2 separate regions of the Anas platyrhynchos genome follow, and region 1 is linked to region 2. A link is a contact called in public Hi-C data. All regions are on one chromosome and are shown on one strand. Each heading gives the region's core, a stretch centred on a gene start, on an enhancer-like site or on the middle of the called end of the contact. The rest is flanking DNA. Distances are from core to core; before and after follow the strand shown.

Region 1 (3,305 bases), core at 729-3,228, 100 kb after region 2:
ACACTGTTCCTATTAGGGATGTTTCTGCCCCATCTCTGCAGGCTGCTATGAGAAAGCCGGGTCCTAAATTTGATAGCATGTGGCATGCTTAGATAGTGTCATTAGAGCACTGCCACGGTAACTCATTATCCTCCTCTTTCCTAGCTCAGTGACCCCTTTCAGTCTCCCCATCCTTCCCAATTGCTCAGGCCAACATTTCCTGGCTTGCTGCAGCTGACTGAAAGGGCAGTGACGCGTTTGTAGTGCTTTCGTCAAAAGGGGATCGCCAAATTCTTCATGGAAACTGGCACAACGGGGCCCCTCATTATAAGACATTAACATTTAGCTGTGGTATCCAAGCAATTCCCTGGTTGTTCCCCTCCTTTGCCCTGTCCTGAGTCTTTTAGTAGCTGAGCTTGGCTGGTAATTACCCAGCCGCAGGTGCTCTGCTTGCTCTTCTGGCACTTTACTGCCTTCAGCTTAGATTTTGTTGATAGCAAGGCCCTGTTGCAGGAGGGGGTGCGGGGGGATCTGCAGCCATAGCTCTCCTCACAGAAAAGGCAGTGGGCACAGAAACTACTGAGCTCACTTACCTGGTACAAAGCTGAATGTGTCCCCTGGATCTGTATCAGCACAATCCAGAGCAGAATTTGGTCCATTATCTGAAGGATGGCTAGGACTGTGTAGTGGAAGGAGCTCTGATCTCCCAATATCTTTGATAGCCTGTCTGTGGGGAATAACCCAAACGTGAACTTCCCTGGTGGGCAGGTCATCCTACAGTGGCCTACTGCATGCATTTCCTCTCTCTGCTAACGGCCTGGTAGGGCACCTTGGCAGAGTTAAAGCCTGGACTAGTTGGACTCTGGCTTCAATCCATCCTTCTACCTCAGTTTGCCCTGTTCCTTCACTGATCCAGCCAATGTTGCTGTCGCAGCCTTGAGGGCTCTCCTCAGGAGCCCTCATGTGAGGGATGTCAGCACAGGGGCATGAGGCAGACAGAACTCCTCAGCCTGCTCTGCAAGGTGTTGCAGGTCCTGAGCTCACGAATCCTGCAGCAAGGGTGTTACGTTAGCAAATTGGCAGAGCAGACTCATGTGTGACCAGGCTGGAAAATAGAGAGGGGATTTTTTGTCTCTACATCTATCCGAGAGGACACCTGGACAGAAAGCTGGTGGTATTGCCTCCAGTTTCACTCAGGTAGGGCAACTTCTCTCAAAAATGACTACCCAATGTTTCACCATAGAGTAAGAAGGGGGAGAATATTAATTCATCATAGGGAATAAAAATGACAGTATTCACATATTGATGTTGAAGAACATCTCTGCATTAATATACTACCTTTCTGCCCAACAACACTTCCTGAGGGACTGAAAAAGCCAGTAGGAGGGATTCTGTGCTGTCACTGCTCTTCTCTGGGGTCCCAGGAATGCATTTTGCCATTGCCTGATCTGACCTGCTCTCATTAATGCTCACTGATCTCTTTGATGAGGTGAGGCAGGGATATTTTCCTCTGTAACCCTCTGGGACGAGAAGGGGCCTGGGCCACTTGAGGATAAGGAGGGCAGCAGTCTGGCATTTCACAGCAGGTCATAGGTGGTTCTGCAGCATTGGGTTTTGATGGCAAAATTTTAATATTAGGTTTGTCAGGCACATTTATCACATTCAGCTGATGCTAATGAAGCCTAGCAGGGAAAGAACAGTGAGGGAGGGGATGATATAGCTGCAGACTGTACTCAGTGTTAGTCAAATGGCTGAGTGCTCTGCTCACTGCTGCTTGCTGGGAGAGAAGGTGGGCCCAATTCTGATCTCTGTGACAGCAGGAGTGGAAACAGAGCAGCCACATGAGACTTCTGTATCTGGCCTGTCGCTGCCAAGATTCAATTCTGATTCCTCTCATTATCTGCCAGTGTTGGTGCTTGGATGACATTAGAGAGAGAAGTGCAACATCCAGTGATTCATTGCTGGGTGTTCCTGGCCCCCTTTCAGTGATTCATCTCTCGAAGGAGCCTTTTCTTTGTGCATAAGGGCATTCTTAGGTTCAATGGTCATGCTGTGTGGCTTGGTTCTAAAGATCCCTGATTCTGCTCAGTGCTAGTGTTGCTGATGGTTATATCAATTTCTCTGTAAACTCTTTTGACATCTAGAAGCCAGCTGCTTTTTCCAATGTACTTTAAACACAGAGTCCCGTCCCGTCCCCCCCCCCCACTGGTGCAGCAGATGAAATCCTTAGTTCTCAAAGGAAAAAGTGGAGAAGGAATGGATTCAGCTGTAGATGTAAATAACAGTAGTAGAGCAGTGTAAAGTGGGTGAAGCATGAAAATGGCTGGAGACCAAGTATGAAAAACCCAGAAGTCTGTTAAAGGCTGTAATACTGGAGAAGTTTCTCAGATTAATCATGTCAGGATGACAGCAAGAAGGGAGGGGTTTTGTATTAGATAAATGTGAGAAGTTAGAAGGGGGGGTGAAGGTTAAGCAAACATTGTAGGAACAGCTGAAACAAACCTTCCAGGTTTTGGAGACACTGGTAAAATCAAAAACAATTCGGAAATGAGCTGAGGTTTTTGGAGCAATGGCACAAGGTTGGTGTGTGGTGAGCGGCAGATGCATAGAGAAGTATTCATGTTCCATAAGTCCTCATCCCAAACTGTTATTTTAGGCTTAGCTTCATCTCCAGGGAGATGAACAGAATCTTACTGGATAGTTGTTTTGGAAAGGTGGGGATGTCTACACAGGCAGGTTGTAAGTATTCACACTGCTTTCCTCCTCTTTGTTAGATACCTCTGATATTTAAACTGAGATCTAATTGGTATATATATTATTCCTTACTGTGGGGAGATGGCACGTTGAGTGGGAGCTACGTGAGATCTCTGTTGGTAAAATTCTTTGTGTGGCAAAGCATGCAGCTAAACCACAGCTGGAAGAAGAAAGGCTACTAAGGCATTAATCCCCAGTTCATGAGCTCTGACAGGAGGAAGAGAGGGAACCATTCCTGGACAGCATGGGCATTATATATCCCCAGTTATTTTGAGCACAGAGGGAGATTTCCCCAGCAAAACTGGACGACCAGTCTGGTGAGATCCCACCTAACCTCCTTACTTTGGGTTGTCTGTCTCCGTCATTACTGAGGTGTGTGGTGACCTCTTCTGGTGAATGCCTCAAAGTTCGATTAGAACAAGTTCAGGTTTAAAAAACTCAAACGAAACACACACAAACCAACCAAGCAAACAAATCCACCCCAGCAGATTAGAAACTTGAGAATTTTGGATAAAATGACCACTTCAGTCTGACTCATGAACAAACTACAGACAGTACCAGAAGAGGATGAG
Region 2 (3,034 bases), core at 204-2,703:
ACAGAGGATTTAAAATTCCTACAACTTAGCCAAGTTTAGACAACCACTTCTTAGCAGCACAGGGAACACTACTTATTATTTAAAAGCCACATAAATGTTCTAGTAACATATTAGAACATACCCCTTTTCTAGGCTCTGTATCCTCTTATAGCACAAGATCTCAGTTTTATGGAGTTATTCTCACACCACCACAAAATATTCAGGTCAGGATCTGCACCTTCCACCTACCCAACCCAGGTACCCATCTGCTATGCACTAACAACAGCCTCGGAGCCTCTCTCAAACCCCAAGGAATACAAACCCTGCACAGCCATATAATTAATTTGGCATTTGTCCTGCAGGAATTTGTGACAAGGGCAGCACATCAGTAGCCAACACGAGTATCATGTACCAACAATCAATCAGCAGATGCTGGGGCTCAACTTTCCAACAGTTTGTTATACACCGCCGTCAGGACCTGACATGTTTCAGGCTATAACGCGGATAATTTCCTATCACAATTTTTAGTGCGTTTCGTTATTTTAGTCATTCTCCATGCATGCAAACTCTAACCTACTCTAATCAGTAACTGATCGGAGCAACGCTGCCCCTAACAGACTTGCACCTATTCCTTTCAGTGTTTTTCCTTTTGATGCATTTCATTTCTTCACAGGGTCCCTTCCCAGCAGCAGCAGTCCCAGCTCCCCAGCATAACGCAGCGCACTGAGAGATGGCTACAGCAAGCAAGGAGCAGGCACTAGGCTGCCCGCACGTCCTTCACGATGCTTTTTGGGAGCCAGCAAACCCCTCAGAGACGAGATTCGGGAAAGAAAAGCGCAGCACAGGAGGCAGGAGCATCGCGTAATTGGCAATCTGTCATCTTGACAGCGCTGTCCTTTACGCAGGCTCCTGCACCAGCCCAGGGAAACGAGCACAGGCCTCCCGGATCAGGCTGCACCGCGCCCTGCCCCTTTCACGGCTTCGGAGGAGAAAAAGGAGAAGCCCAAAGGAGCCTTCCTCTCCTCTCCTCCTCCTCCTCCTCTCGGGGCCGGCCCCGCGGAGGACAAAGCCTCAGGGCACGCACGGCTACCGGGGGTACCCCGGTCTCGCCCTTTCCGAGCCTTTTTCCCACCTGCCTTTCTCCCTGCCTCCCCGCGCCCACGGTGCGAGGTGCCGCCGCTCCCCCCGAGCCCCCCCTGAGCCCCCAGCGGACCCCCACCGGGCTCCTACCGGGCTCGCAGCCGCCCGTTCCGCGCCGAGGAACCGCCGGTGCCCGCCAGCCCCGTGCCGCACCGTGCCCGGCGGAGGAGAGCGCGGTGCCGGTCAGCCCCGAGCCGCTCCGAGCCGTGCCGGGCCGAGGGGTGCCGGGTGCCCGGTGCCCTCCCCTCCCAGCCCAGCCCAGCCCCGGGCCGGGCCCCGCCGCTGCCCCGGTTCCCGCCGCCCGCCCCCGCCCGGTGCCCAGCGCTGCCGGCCGCGCGGCGGCGCGCGCCTGTGACGTCATGCGGCGGGCAGGTGGCGCGCCCCCTGGTGGCGGGAAAACCGGGAGGAGGGGCGCGGGGCTGCTCCCGCTGCCGGTCCCGGTCCCAAGCCCGGTCCCCGTCCCTTGTGTGTGGGGGGGGGGGGTCCTCGCGTCCCGCAGCTGCCCCCACCGCCGCTATGGGGCTGCAGGGAGCGGGGCCCGCCTGCCGCCCGCCCCCCGCTGCCCTAACGCCGGGATCCCCCTGCGGGGAGCGGGACAACCGGGCCGGCCCCCCCCCCCCGTGGCGACGGCGGGCAGGTGAGCGGGGCCCGGCCGGGGCTTCCCCGCCTTTGTCTCCGTCCTTTGTGTGCCCCGCTGCCGCCGGCAGCCCCCGCGCCCCTCCGCCTCCCTCGCACCATGGCCCCCGCACCGCGCACCCCCCCCTGCACCCCGCTCCCCCGGGATTCCCGGCGTCCCCGCTTCCTCCGCGCATTCCCCCACTGCCTCCCCCCCATCTCCATCGTCTCCTCCTCCTCCTCCTCCTCCTCCTGCCGGCTTTGCACACCCCCTGCCCCCCCCCGCAGACCCTCTCCCCTCCCCTCCCGCTGCACGCACAGCCCCTGCCGGCCCTGCCCTGCCTGCCGGGCTCGGCGCACGCCAGGAGCTGCGGACAGGTAGGCAGCGGGCTGCATGCTCCATGCTCCCCCGAGCTTTTTCTTTTTTTTTTTTTGTTTTTTTTTCCCCGTTGCTTTCTCAGGGATGGGGGGCGAGGGGAGGGCGGCACGTCCCCACTTTCCGTGCGCCCCGGAGGAGACAAAGGCCGGGGGGTCGGGGATCCCCATCCCCGCCGCCGGGATGCTCGCGGTGCCTCGGGTGGCGGCGGCATCGCGCGGGGCTGGGAGCCGGGGGGTTGGGGGACAACCGGGCACCCTCCCGAGGTGCGAGGTCCCTTCGGATGTGCCTATTGTCGCCGTGCCGGGCAGCAGCCTCCCGGTGCTCACTGTCCCGCTGCTTCGCTCGCCCTCGGGGCGCAGGATGCGCAGCGCCGTGCGCCTCCCTCCCGGCACGGCTGGGACACGGCTGGTCCCTGCCCTGGCACCAGAGGCACCGCCGTTTGCCTAGGTGGGTGCTGAGCTCCCCGGGGGTACGTCCTGGTTCGGAGCTGAGCAAAGTGGCCGAGGGGTGAGGGAAGCTTTTCCCCCGTCATTGTGTCTGCAAAACTGCGCGCCGAGCCCCTGAGTGCCCACGGGTTTGTTCTCCGCTCTTCCTCTGGTGATAAAAGTGAGATCTCGTTTCTGAATTAAATCAATTTGGCTTCCGTTAATGGCTTATTACAGCCGGTAATTCATCATGTAGGATTTAAGTGACATTTATCCAATTCACACCTGAAGTCTTCCGTCAACCGGAGGATTTAATGGAAATGGTTTTGTATTTCCATCTCCTCTCCCTTGCAGAAGGAGGCATTAATCCTACATGTTTTGGTTCAAAGTGAGAACGACACACAAGGAACAATGTTGAAAGCACAGTCTAACTGTTCTGCCACTTGGGGACGCGTCCACCGCTCCCCACGGTGAGGACTGGGCCAAACCTGCCCCT

What was found. Hi-C and Micro-C count contacts between places; a contact is called where the count stands out from the background.
Region 1: a contact with region 2 is called in a Hi-C map of skeletal muscle, with 5 times the contacts expected there. The contact joins the enhancer-like site here to the promoter of MAD2L2 in region 2. A contact is called at or near these places in 5 of 8 Hi-C or Micro-C datasets (F1 follicle, liver, skeletal muscle and 1 more).

Annotation. Positions count from the first base shown.
Region 1 is chr22:5,347,318-5,350,622 of IASCAAS_PekinDuck_T2T, forward strand. The region is part of intron 2 of LOC113839717 (a long non-coding RNA gene); the gene reads left to right. Among named protein-coding and RNA genes, the nearest start is that of KIAA2013, 34 kb to the right of the region's middle. Within about 2 kb of position 1,979, at least 1 of the 8 cell types and tissues checked has an H3K27ac peak or open chromatin away from gene starts, as enhancers often do.
Region 2 is chr22:5,243,775-5,246,808 of IASCAAS_PekinDuck_T2T, forward strand. It overlaps MAD2L2 (mitotic arrest deficient 2 like 2), which reads right to left and starts at 1,454. Exons shown (of 9, transcript XM_072026979.1): 1 at 1,199-1,454. DRAXIN (dorsal inhibitory axon guidance protein) reads left to right here and starts at 1,957. Exons shown (of 7, transcript XM_027443083.3): 1 at 1,957-2,112.